Linked DNA regions of Sus scrofa: all the other regions are linked to region 2. The links are chromatin contacts, called in public HiChIP or PLAC-seq maps. All regions are on one chromosome and are shown on one strand. Each heading gives the region's core, a stretch centred on a gene start, on an enhancer-like site or on the middle of the called end of the contact. The rest is flanking DNA. Distances are from core to core; before and after follow the strand shown.

Evidence for each region. HiChIP or PLAC-seq counts read pairs in DNA pulled down with a chosen protein or histone mark.
Region 1: an H3K27ac HiChIP or PLAC-seq map of alveolar macrophages shows a contact between it and region 2. The contact joins the enhancer-like site here to the promoter of SGK1 in region 2. A contact is called at or near these places in 1 of 5 promoter capture datasets (liver), 4 of 47 Hi-C or Micro-C datasets (embryonic fibroblasts, heart right ventricle, retroperitoneal adipose tissue and 1 more) and 1 of 2 datasets of contacts at active chromatin or transcription factors (alveolar macrophages).
Region 3: a contact with region 2 is called in an H3K27ac HiChIP or PLAC-seq map of alveolar macrophages. The contact joins the enhancer-like site here to the promoter of SGK1 in region 2. A contact is called at or near these places in 6 of 47 Hi-C or Micro-C datasets (blood, brain, embryonic fibroblasts and 2 more) and 2 of 2 datasets of contacts at active chromatin or transcription factors (alveolar macrophages and skeletal muscle).

What each region holds. Positions count from the first base shown.
Region 1 is chr1:29,592,216-29,596,601 of Sscrofa11.1, reverse strand. No RefSeq gene overlaps it. Among named protein-coding and RNA genes, the nearest start is that of SGK1, 150 kb to the left of the region's middle. Within about 2 kb of position 1,456, at least 9 of the 83 cell types and tissues checked have an H3K27ac peak or open chromatin away from gene starts, as enhancers often do. A contact at or near this core is called in alveolar macrophages, embryonic fibroblasts and retroperitoneal adipose tissue, where this site is marked.
Region 2 is chr1:29,746,434-29,750,865 of Sscrofa11.1, reverse strand. It overlaps SGK1 (serum/glucocorticoid regulated kinase 1), which reads right to left and starts at 2,971. Exons shown (of 12, transcript NM_001244459.1): 1 at 2,843-2,971; 2 at 2,632-2,707; 3 at 2,101-2,176; 4 at 1,585-1,689; 5 at 1,397-1,480; 6 at 1,150-1,281; 7 at 774-886; 8 at 299-422. The coding sequence starts at 2,918.
Region 3 is chr1:29,609,843-29,613,966 of Sscrofa11.1, reverse strand. No RefSeq gene overlaps it. Among named protein-coding and RNA genes, the nearest start is that of SGK1, 140 kb to the left of the region's middle. Within about 2 kb of position 1,781, at least 7 of the 83 cell types and tissues checked have an H3K27ac peak or open chromatin away from gene starts, as enhancers often do. A contact at or near this core is called in alveolar macrophages, embryonic fibroblasts and retroperitoneal adipose tissue, where this site is marked.

The DNA of each region.
Region 1 (4,386 bases), core at 207-2,706, 150 kb after region 2:
GTTCAATGCTGGGCATAAGAGTGGGTCTGATAGAGGTGGCTCTGGCTGGCTGATGACCTTCAGCATGATCTGCTCCCATCACACCAGGCACCTGCTTGCTTCCTATCGCCTCGCCCGTCTAACTCACGCTGTCTTTGAGTTTTATATAGTACAAGATACTATTTCATGCTTTCATTTGCACCTGCTGTTTTCTTTGCTTCCAAGAAAGCCCTGCCCCTCTTCTTCCTTCACTTTCCTTTTCCCCAAAGATTGCCTGGTGTCCTCCTATTTCTCCTTCAGAACCAGCTCAGATGTCAGTTTCTGCAGGATTCCTGACACCTCCACGATTAAAAGCCCTTTCCTTTTGCTATTTCTTCATCCTTCTCAAACTTTATGTTGTGTCAGATGATTTGTTCATTTTGTTTATATAATCTCTTTCACTCCTAAGTTTGATGAGAGCAAAGTCCATCTTTTGTTTTGTTTTTTTGGGGGGTTTTTGTTTGGTTTGGTTTTTTGCTTTTTTTTTTTTAGGGCTGCTCCCTCGGCACATGGAGTTTCCCAGGCTAGGGGTCGAAATGGAGCTGTAGCTGCCAGGCTACACCGCAGTCACAGTAACGCAATATCCGAGCCCAGTCTACGACCTACACCCCACTCACTGCAATGCCCCATCCCCAACCCACTGAGCAAGGCCAGGGATCAAACCCACAGCCTCATGGTTACTAATCGGATTAACTTCTATTGTGCCACAATGGGAACTTCTCCATCTTTTTATTTGTCTTTATTTCCCCAGTAATTAGACAGGGGCTGGTACATCATAAACAATCATTATTTATTGTATGAATAAGTCCGAGATTTTAGACTTAGCAATTATTCAATATTCAATAAATTTCAATGTATTCAATTAAAATACATTATTCAATACATTTCGAAAAACCTGAGCTCTCAGCTGCACTATAGGATGAATTTTCTAAGTAGTAGTGCTCTTTCTAGAGCCATGGCTTTGAGATCCAAAACAGGACTGTGCATAATCATTTTAGCTCCTTGCTAGGGCTTTGCTCCTATAATGATTTATGGTTATATCTTTCAATTTTTCCATTCTATTCCTGTGGTAAACTCCTCAGAATGCTCAGTCAGGCAAAGGAAACAAACACAGTAAAGTCTGATTTAAACTTTCTTGTTCTCTTGGCTCTTCCAGTCAGAATAAGAAAGAAGTTACAGAAGTTAGTAGGGTACAAGTATTTTTACAGAGAATGACATGACCACACCGTCAGTGATAAAGCAGAAACGGGAAAATTCTGCTTCAGAGGACGTGGTGGAGAGAAGCTCCCTTCACAGTCTCCATCAACAAGAGTCTTTGGGTACCTGCTAATTCTGTGATTCATGTCTCTATTTGATGTGAAGTGTTACAGTCATCTGCTCCTTCTTGATCTCATGAATAAATAAATCCTTCCTTGGAAACAGAGAAGTGGACGGATTGCCACTAACCCTCAGAGACTTCACTGAACTGGGAGTGACTCATTCCACGTGGCGTCAAGCCTCTTTCTTTGACTAATGTCTCATTGAAGTTGTGCAAGTGACTAACAGATGGGAAAGTTTTCTGGAGAAAGTTGGTTGTTTGTAAGTTTAAGTCTGTTTGAAGAGTCCCTGGTATCGGCTCTTGAATTGCTCTGCTTTTTATTTGGATCAGGCATTGGTTTTTTTTTTTTTGTTTTTTTTTTGTTTTTTTTTGTCTTTTGTCTTTTTTGTTGTTGTTGTTGCTATTTCTTGGGCCGCTCCGCGGCATATGGAGGTTCCCAGGCCAGGGGTTGAATCGGAGCTGTAGCCACCGGCCTATGCCAGAGCCACAGCAACGCGGGATCCGAGCCGCGTCTGCAACCTACACCACAGCTCACGGCAACGCCGGATCCTTAACCCACTGAGCAAGGCCAGGGACCGAACCCACAACCTCATGGTTCCTAGTCGGATTCGTTAACCGCTGCGCCACCACAGGAACTCCCTGGATCAGGCATTGTTAATTCAAACTTGGTTTAAAACGGCCCTAAAGGTTTAGATTTGCTCTTTTCTCTCAAGTGTGAAAGACAAGAACTTCTGTCTTTAAACAAATTCTGCAGGTCAAGAGATTTTCATTAAAATAAAGCGGTAGCCTCTAAGTATGTGACTATTTTAAGAGTATTAAATGGAGTAAATGGAGTTTGCCATCCTTAGAACATGGCTCCTGGATCAAGACCTCTTGAGAACAGGGATCCTGTCTTAGCTGTTATTAGTATTTTTTGTTTACTGCTCCCCCCTCCATTATTGAGTTCCACCCTAAGTCTCTGCTTTGGGTTAGTAACATCCTCTCTGGCCTCCTTTGGAATAGCATTTCCTAGTGTGAGTCTGGTATTTACTTTTCTTAAAAACATTGGTTAAAAAATATTTTTCTTCTTCTCTTAAGGACCTCGACACGAGACTTCAAAAAATAAAAAAAATAAAAAAAAATAAAGGAGAGGAATTCTAGATTATCACTGCTAAGAGGCAGCCCATTTATAGACACACATTTAAATCCATGAGCTCATACAGATATCTCTGTTTCTGATGCAACACTATAGGATGTATTCTACCTAAACTTCCCTTCTCCTAATTTGTAACTCTTCTTTTCCAACAGTGAGAAACCTTTCTTTTATTATCCACTGTAGATTTACTTTTGGTTCAACATAAGACAGTTTCAGGATTGCTAACCCACACCCCCTGAGAGATGCAGTGTATATGTGTACATAGTTGAATACAAACTGTTAGTATACAGATAAAATACTATTTCCCCGGAGTCACTCAGGTTAATGCTCTTGTTCCCCACCCCCTTCAGTGTGGGTTTGTTATTTACTTGTAAAGCAGTGAAGTTCCTTTCTTAATGTTTGTTCTCCATTTCACCCCGCCTCCCCATCACTAGGTTTAGATTATCCCTTCTAGTAGGATTGGGATCACACAAGCTTTTCAACTTCTTTTTACCTTTTCCCTCGCCCTCATTTCCTGGTCTCATTTTCATAGGAGTGTTCAGTTAAGAGAAAAACTGGTTTTAAGGCTCCTCCCTAATCCTTTTAATTTGGGAAGAGATTGAAATGAATAGTCAAAAGGCTAAAAGGTTGGTGGTGGGTGGGTAGAGGAACAGTGGCCAGGAGCAAGAATCATTTATAAAACAGATAACAGATTTCAGTAGAATTGAGGGTCAAAATATGCATACTGATTTAGCAATAATACAATGAAGAAGGGTCACGCCCTTAACCTCCAACCTGGGTTGTTTGGTGGGGCTTAATCAGTGCCAGGAAACTCATCCAACTACCATGCTTTTAGAATTAGCAGGCTCTTGCCTAAGTGAGCCTTTGGGGTTGGCAGGCCCTCATTCCCAGTAAAGCTGAGCTACGTATTCTATTTCTTTAGTGTGTTCATTCATTCATTTAATTACCTATTGACAGACACAGAGCTGGGCTCTTATTCTGTGTGAAGGACTTTGCAGGAAAGAGCGGGGTCATCCAGCATCCTTCTGACCAATTCCACTGTCTCTGTTTGTGACCATCCTAAATGGTCATAGAATATTTGGGAGCTAAGCAAATAGAAGTCATTATGTTCAGAGGTAACCATTCAAAGAAAAAGAAAAAACAAAACAAAACAAACCAAAAATCCTCAAGCTTTCCGAAGAGGAAGTTGTTTTGAAAATCTCATGCCCTACTGTCTCTAGACTTTAGGGAGAGGGCCAGCTACCTACAGGCCTGCCTTCGTGCTCTTCCCCAAGGCAGTTCCAACAGCCCAGCCCAGACATGTACTTGAGTCCAGGTAAACAGTGTTCTCCAATTAATTGGGGGAAAAATACCCTGGTGGCAGAGCTGGGAAAGCATGGGTTGGTAGAGTGAAGGCGAGTCATCAGGCAGGTCACAACAAGGCCAATGCAAATTCTACAGTGTTTGTTTCTCTTGAATGCTATTCTGAGCACAGTAAACAGGACTGGCAAACAAAGACTGCAAACAACAAGAGCAATGTCAAAAGTGCTCCGGGTAGGAGTAAGAACTAGGTTATCATAAACACCCACGTTTAGAGGCTTAAGGTACAGTTGAAGAACAGGATTAAAGCTGAAAACTTTATTTATTTTTATTTTTATTTTTTTATTACTCAAATGAATGTATCACATCTGTAGTTGTGTAATGATCATAACAATTCAATTTCACAGGATCTCCAAAAGCTGCCAACTTTATAACCCAGATATTGATAACATCAGTTTGTTAGTATTATATTTCACTGAAAGAAAGATGGATCATATCATGGGATGTTGTATGTGCTGTATGTGTTTTATAAATGGGCTTATGGTCTTGGTGGGAAGATCACGCAGTTTCCTGGGTAAATATCTCTCTCTCTCCTTTTCTTTATTTCTTCCTTACA
Region 2 (4,432 bases), core at 1,722-4,221:
ATTGGCCACTTATACGTCCTGACATTTACAAAGCTATTGGGCATCCCTCAGATAGCTTATGTGGGGATTTAGAAACCCTTATGTCACAGATCTTGCAAACAGCTAGTTTTAATTAAAGCAACGTGAGGCCTTGGAATTCCTCATGCCTCCAACAGCCAATGTGTTTTACTCACACTGAATTGCCCCCCGCCCCCCAAATCCAAGAGCAGTTGATTCTTTCAGTAGTTAAAAGCCTTAGGGCACTTCTCTCTTCCTGGCGGGGGTGGGGGTGCAGGCACCAAATCAAGAGTGCGCCTACCTCAGGTGTGCCGCAGAAGGTGGATGTCGTGCCGTTGTGTTCAATGTTCTCCTTGCAGAGTCCAAAGTCGGTAAGGACAATGTGTCCCTGTGAATCTAGCAAAATATTCTCTGGTTTTAAGTCTCTGTAAAAAAAAGAATAGTCACATAAGTAAATTTCACTACATGAGCAACCCTCTGTAAAAGACCACTGCTGGGGCTGTTAGGCATTTCACATTCACTGGAGTTGTGAATATGAAAGGGAGTCCTTGTTCTGTTCATCTCCTCTGGATTAGGCACGATCCTCGCTGGCTAGTTCCCTAGTGGCACGGAGTCAAAGACAGCTCACATGCTCAGGGATCTGGGTTTAGGTAACCAAGCTGTGCCTTGACACAATGATTTTAAGACCCCGTCAAAGGCTAGGTCAAAACCTAGGGCTATGTTATCTTCTGTCTCCTTTATGCACAGAAGGGAGCCTTAAGAGCTCTTCAGCTCACCTATAAACGATGTTCAGAGAGTGCAGGTAACCCAAGGCACTGGCTATTTCAGCAGCATAGAACCGAGCCCGTGGTTCCAGGAAGCATCGCTCCCTCTGGAGATGGTAGAACAACTGCAAGAGACAAAACAGAGTTAGCAGAGCTGCCAAAGCCTGAGGACAATGCCTAGAATTAGTCTTGACATATATAGCTAAAGAGGACAATGGCAGGAAGCGGCCCTAAATAGTCTATTAACTATTTGAAAGCTGGCTAAAAGCAGGTTCAAAGGGAATGTTCATTCTGATAACTTTTCCCCCCACTGAGTATCTTTTCAACACTTTCCTCTCAGCAGGCTGCCCACAGACACCCAAGGTCACCTCCTAACACCTCTGCTCACCTCTCCACCGTTAATGTAGTCTAGGACAAAGTACAGTTTGTCAGCAGTCTGGAAAGAGAAATGAAGGCCCACCAGGAAAGGGTGTTTCACATTCTTCAGGAGAACATTCCGCTCCGACATAATGTGCTTTTCCTATGAAAAGGACAATGAAGAGTTAGTGGCAAATTGCAACTCGGCTCCAAAGATTCCAAGGTAAAGTCTGTGAATGTCTTATCTCCAACTTCCACCCACCAAGCCCAACTCATACCTCCTTCTTTTTCAGGATCGCCTTCTTTTGTAAAACTTTGACTGCATAGAATGCTTCTTCTGCTTTGTGTCTTGCTAGAAGAACCTGAAATTTAAATTAAAAGTCAATTTTGCTGGCCACATTCAGGGAGTATGTAAAATGAGCATACGAAGGACTGCAAATAATGAAAAATTCAGATGTGAAATTACCTTTCCAAAACTGCCCTTCCCAATCACTTTCAAGAAGTGAAAGTCAGACGGTTTAGCATGAGGATTGGAAGATGGGCCCAGGTTGATTTGCTGAGAAGGACTTGGCTGGAAAATAAAATGTTTTCTTTTAATAGCCTTGCTTCAAAGGAAGATTATCAGTTATACAGTACAGGCAATGTAAAGGAGAATACATCTACAGATGACTGAGGCAGGTCCCCATATATCTATAAACACATTCCAAACTACTTTTCATCTATACATGTGACTATCGTATGGAAATTGTACAGTCGTGCTATTGTTAAACAGAAAATACCCTTATGAAATATGCCTTTTAAAATACTCCACTGACTCATACTTAAGTGCTTACTTATGTCACTTGTTTGCCATGCACTAATGAGGCATTCCTGCCTTGACACTAACTTCTAGAAATGCTGTTTTAACTCAACAATGTAGGAAGACTTATATGACTCATTTACAAGATTTCTCCATTGATGCATCACAACAGAGGACACTTACAGGAGGAGAAGGGTTGGCATTCATAAGCTCAGGCTCCTGAGGTTGAGAGATTTTCAAAATGGACTGAACTTCAGAGCTGCAAAGAAAGGAAGAAGTTAGAACCTGCTCGCTCTCCACAAGGGGGCAGAACAACACCAACAGTGAATTTCTGGCTCAACTTTTCCGGAGAATTCAGTGTTTCAACTAAAAACATCCAAATCAACTACTCAGCTAAAGAAAATAATCGCCAAAGAAAAGAATAAACCCAGTTAACTACAGAGAGGACGGTTGTCCTTTGTGGAGAGAGGGGATTAATTAGGCACACATGAAAGTTTCCTCTTGAATTTCTAGAACAAGCCCAATCAGCTAATTAATTCTAATGTTTCAAATGTTTTAAATAATTAGAACCTAAAGAGAAAACGGACCCGCCCCCTCCCCCCCAGAAAGTCTTTAGCATCCTGATCCATATACTGATGAGAATGTGTCTTCACTACTGGTAAATGGAAAATTTTACTACTTATGTTTATTTTCCCAAATCGCCCCCCAACTTACTGTTTGCATGCATAGGAATTATTGGCAATCTTCTGAATAAAGTCGTTCAGGCCCATCCTTCTCTGTTTCATGAAAGCTGTGAATTAGAGAGGAGAAATACATGTTTAGACGGTATTGTAACATCCAACGCCACGCACACTAATCTGATCCGGGACTTTGCAAAATTTCCACTTCGCGAAACCTAGAAATCCAGCCGTATTCCTACACTCACCGATGAGAATTGCTACCATTCCCCTCATTCTGGAGTAAGTGAGTGTGTTCCTAGCAGCCTCGGTTTTCACTGTCATCGTCACAGAGAACAGGGAGTTGCTAGCGAAGGGAGACCTGCTCAGCCAACACTGCGCTCCCGCACTGCCACCGCCTTTATAAGCGTTTTGTCGCCGCGGGGGCGGGGCCCACGCAACAATGAGGAAGTGGCGCTGCCTGGCCCCGCCCCGGCCCCGCCCCCGGCTGCCTGCGGCTCGACCGGCGGCGAAGCGGCTGGCTGCGGGCGGTTCCGCCCCCGGTCAGAGGACCATCCGCGAGCAGAAGAGGGGGGGGAAGCGGGGACCGCCTGGGGAGGGCCAGGCGCGGGGCTGTTATCGGCTTCCCTCGGCTCCCGAGCCGGAGAGAGGGAAACCGCAAAAGAAGGGGGTGGGGAGCGAGGGAGCGGCCGGAGTAATTTTCCACCTTTCTCATTTATTCCGCTCGGCGAGGAAATCAGAGTCTAGGCAAATCAGGAAATCTGAGCGCTTTCGGCTCGGTGCGCGGCGATCGGGGTGGCTCGGTGCCCGCTCTAGTTTCTCAAGCCCTTAGTTCGGATTCACCCCGAGCCCTGGCTCCGACCCTGACCCTCTCCCTTAATTCGCGCAGCAGCCTCCGCAGCGCTTGCCGGGCGGCTGTGCACCACCAACCCGGGTTATCTCTCCCGCGCAGGGCGGCAGCGCCGGGCGAGGGCAGCTCAGCGTGCCCTTATCTTCAGGGTCAGTGTGGGGCCAGGGCTCCCGGCCGGTCCCCCCGTTCCCGCCGCCCTCCTACCCCGGCCCCAGCCCGCCACCCTCAGTACAACCCCAAATACCCAGCCCCACTCGCCAGGTCCGAGCAACTAGTGGATGAGTGGGGGAGAAAAGTCCCCAGAGTGCCGGCAGCGGTCCTTACCTAGTCCGGTCAGAAGGAAGGACTCACTCCTTTTCTGCACCTCGGCCCTCTTTTTGTGGCGGGGCCGGAGCAGGGACTCGAGCCGGGTCCTGGCCAGTGCGCCCTGCATCTCCCCCATGGGCAGCGGCGGCGGGGCGCGCAGCGGGCGAGGGCGACAAGAGAACACTGACGTTTCCTTGAAGGAGCCGCCGTGACTCAGGCCGGGCAAGATTTCCTGCCCAGAGTCCCAAAACAAACAAATGGCCCTTGTGCACGGCCGAGCCGCTTCCGAAAACGCCTTTTTTGTGCTTTTGGCCAAAGCCAAGCAAGGCTGAAAAATCCCAGAACTTGGAAGAGGAGGAAGGAAGGAAAGAAAGAGGGAAGGGGGAGGGAGAGGTCAGGAATGTGGAGGGGAGGGGGCGGAAATAAAATTCGTCTCTGCACTAAAGTGGAAAAAAAAATCTGCATTTCAGTCCCCCCCCCCAAGTAATCTTTGGGAACATTCTGTCCGTTGGGCATATGCTTTTTTTCCTTGCATTTTTAATCCCCGTCATGCCAAGAACACGTGAAGAGATGGCAAGTTAGGGGACCGACCTGGCGTGACCCCGGGACGCCGCGGAGTCGGCAACTGGGCAGCTTCGACTCCCGAGGTTCCCTCTCCCACTCCCCCACCAGAAAACTCCGT
Region 3 (4,124 bases), core at 532-3,031, 140 kb after region 2:
CAGGCTAGGAGTAGAATCAGAGCTACAGCTGCCAGCCTATGCCATAGCCATGACAACATGACAACTTGGGATCTGAGCAGCATCTGTGACCTACAGAACAGCTCACGGCAATGCCTGATCTTTAACCCACTGATCAAGGCCAGGGATCGAACCTGCATCCTCATGGATACTAGCTGAGGTCGTTACTGCTGAGCCACAACAGGAACTCTGTTTGCTTGTTTGTTTGTTTGTTTTTGTCAACAGTGGGAACTCCTGGACTGTACGTTCATAGGACTGTGGACCTAGTTTCCAGAGGGTTCTGAGGATATTAACCCAAAGCAATCATTTGCAAGTAAAAATTTTCTTTAAGTCATGTTTTATCCTTTTAAAAATTTATGCGAATTTCATATTATATTCTATAATACACACTTGTAGGTGTTAACATAAGAGTAATACATTCCAAATTCTCAAGTACAATTTCTGCTCCTAGGGGCTGAGACCTACTTCTTCTGTGGCTTTTGGCACTTTGTCCTTTATGCCAGATGGAGAATCACAAGGGGGGATGAAAAAGAAGTCACATGCCGGCTGGAGGCAGGAGTTTATGTTGGACCTGGGGATAACTTTATAAAAAGGATGTTAAATGCAATATTCTAGTAGCATCCACCACAGTAGGTACTACATTGTGAGTGCTTTATAACTACCAGACACTGGGTTAGGCACTTTATAAACATTTCATTAAATCCTCACAATATCTGTGCACCAGCTGCTATCGTCTGCCTTTGTGGAGGAGAACATAGCAGTGGAAAGATGGGAGTCCAGAGGCAATGAGACTAGGATGTTAATGGGTCTGATTTCGATGTGATGATAATTTGGTGCAAGAGGGTAGCCATGCAAAGTCTTAAAAACACACTTTGGAGTTCCCATTGTGACACAGAGGAAACAATTCCAAGTATCCGTGAGGATGCGGGTTTGATCCCTAGCCTCACTGGGTGGGTTAGGGATCCCACGTTGCTGTGAGCTGTGGTATAGGTCAAAGATGCGGCTCAGATCCTGAGTTGCTGTGGTTGTGGCTGGAGCTGTAGCATGGGCCAGCAGCTATAGCTCCAATTTGACCCTAGCCTGGGAACTTCCATGTGCTTCAAGTGCAGCCCTAAAAAGCAAAAAAACAAAGCACGTGTTTTATTTTTTTCACTCAACAAAGACGTATTGAATGTCTGCTATACACCTGACAATGGTGAATAAGACACTGTTGTTGCTCAAAGCTGGACAGAAAGTTTGACTGGCAATCCTGGGGCTGTATGATGATTTTGGTGATAATACATTCAGGGTGTCTGGGAGCCCATAGGCAGTGACTTTGAGGATCTAGAGTATCTTTCATAGACATGGAGAGATGTTTTGAAGAATAGGTTTTTTTTTTTTTTTTTTTTTTTTTTTTTTAATCTTTTTGCCTTTTCTAGGGCCGCTCCCGTGGTATATGGAGGTTCCCAGGCTAGGGGTCAAATCGGAGCTGTAGCCATCGGCCTACACCAGAGCCACAGCAACTCGGGATCGGAGCTGCATCTGCGACCTACACCACAGCTCACGGCAACGCCAGATCCTTAACCCAGTGATTGAGGCCAGGGATCAAACCTGCAACCTCATGGTTCCTAGTCAGATTCGCTAACCACTGAGCCACCACGGGAACTCTGAAGAATAGAATTTTTAACTGAATGCAGGGCGTGATAGAATGTGATGGTGGCTAAAAACAAAGACTCTGATGACAGATTACTTGGGTTTAATTCTTCCCTCTTCACTGAGTTCTAGCAATGTGACCTGGAAAAAGTTACTTAATTCCGTTCTTTAGTTTCCTCATCTCAAAATGGAGATAAAAATATATTACCCCATAGAGTTTTTGTGAAGATTGAAATGAGTCAGTATATGAATTTTGAAATATGTCCTCACCCGTGAGAAGTTTTGGGCAATTATTTGCTTGTTGCTATGGGAAGTTGAAACAGAGGGAAGTTATGCAAACACGCAACGAGCTGGTGCTTACAGACATGTTCATCAAAGAATCAATATTTTTGAGGTTTTTCTCACTGTTATAGACCTCCTGTCCTCGCCCTAATGTTTAGGCCAGGTCAAAACTTGAATCTTGTTAGGGCTAGGTCGGCTAAGGAACTGAGTGAGTCTGTCAGGGACTGAGGTGACTGGGGCCCCCTGAAAAGGGGGCTGCTACTCAGCCCCAGCAAATTGTCACCCATGGAAATGACAGTCTGGGGATGCTGGATCTTCTGACATTTTAGAGAAACTGAACAACCATATATTTATGAAAAATTTTTCTAATTTTTAAAACTCTCTCGAGAGACAAAAAAAATTGTGTGTAGGCTGGATCCATCCTTTTGAGGCCTCTTGCTAGGTTTATGGTTGCCTCCAGGAATATATAATAGCTTTTTCTTTCAAATTTCCTACCAAAAAAAGAGGAATAGAGAAGTTGATGGACTCTGGGAAGATAATTTCAAAAAGGCTGTGGGTTTCTCAAGTCTGGGCCCTGGGGCCATCCAGGCAGAGTAGCTTTTCCGCATAGTGTAAACTGGGGTAGAACTGTGAGTGTGTGTGTGTGTGTGTGTGTGTGTGTGTGTGTCTAGGGAGCTGGTTATTAAATGCCCCACAGATGGTGGCATTTATTGTACTCTTAGTGTCAGGGAACAACTCACACTGGTTACACACGTAAATGACTATTTTTAGTACCATTCAGACGCTTATTGCTTTACCCTCAGACATACTCTTCAATATGGAAGAACTAAATGTAGCTAAAAGGGATGACATTTATTGATAACTTATGTGAAAAGTAACATTTCAGACTGTAATTTCAACGAAGATGCATTCTACAACCACTGAGCATCAAGCATCTGGTCCTATTTGTGACAAACACTGTGACTATGTTGGGGTTCAATGTGGGGTGGTGAATTTCAGGGCATGAAACTTTGATCTAATGAGCCTATGGCTTTATCAAATGATCTAATTAGCAAAACCTCATCGCCAAAACAAGAAACAACAAAATTGACCATAATTTTATTCAGGTAGTTCAAGTAGAGAATAAAATGAACCACTAAGGAGTTCTCAGCACTAACAAACCCAACTAGGATCCATAAGGACATGGGTTTGATTCCTGGCCTCGCTCAGTGGGCTAAGAATCCAGAGTTGTCATGAGCTGTGGTGCAGGTCACAGATGTGGCTTGAATCCCACATTGCTGTAGCTGTAGCGTAGGCCAGAAGTTGTAGCTCCAATTTGACCCCTAGCCCAGGAACTTCCATATGCCATGAATGCAGCCCTAAAAAGACTATATATATAATAAAAAATAAAATGAACCACCCAAAAGTCATTGTACTTACCCTCTGTCTGAAAAGAAATCTGCGGTCAAACCAGCCTTTAATAGCACTTTAAATTTAATACCACTGCCTTCAGCTTTTGCTTATTCTATGGAATCCTGTAACTCCATAAATTCAACTTTCCTGAAAAATCAGACTAAATAGCCACATTTAATAATCGGTAATAATGACAGCATTTTTTCCTACTCAAATTTACATCTTGAATATACAATATAATTTTGAAGATATACGGGGTTTTACTCTTTCTGCTGGCCTGTCCCAGTTGGGGAATTGAATTTACATTCTAAGTATACGTGAGGCTGACATTTGACAGTGGAAGACTCAAGGACTAAAATGCTCTAGATTCAGCTAACCACATCCAGTCTGAGAATGTACAATTGATTTCTGCTGAAAATCAGTTGTATCATTCAAGACAGCCACCCGCATGCAAGAGACGAGGGATAAACACCTAGCTGCTCACACTGGAGGCTACTCCCGCACCAACATACATCCTAGGACAGGCTTTTTTATCAATTCATTTTTCCCCTACACACAACCTCTTCAAGTCTTTTACATCTGGGGACTCAACATGCATAGTCCTCTGCTTCGTGATCTAATTGAGTGAAAATCCTTTTCCTTGGTAATGGAGAGCTTTAGGGAGCAACGAAAAATGCAAATGCCTTTAATATTATGCAATATGCTGTTTCCCTGGGGTGAGTATTAAGACTTTTAATGGGAAAAGGACATTGACTCAAAAATTTACTGTTTTTCTATTTCTATTTTGCTCTTTCCTATTG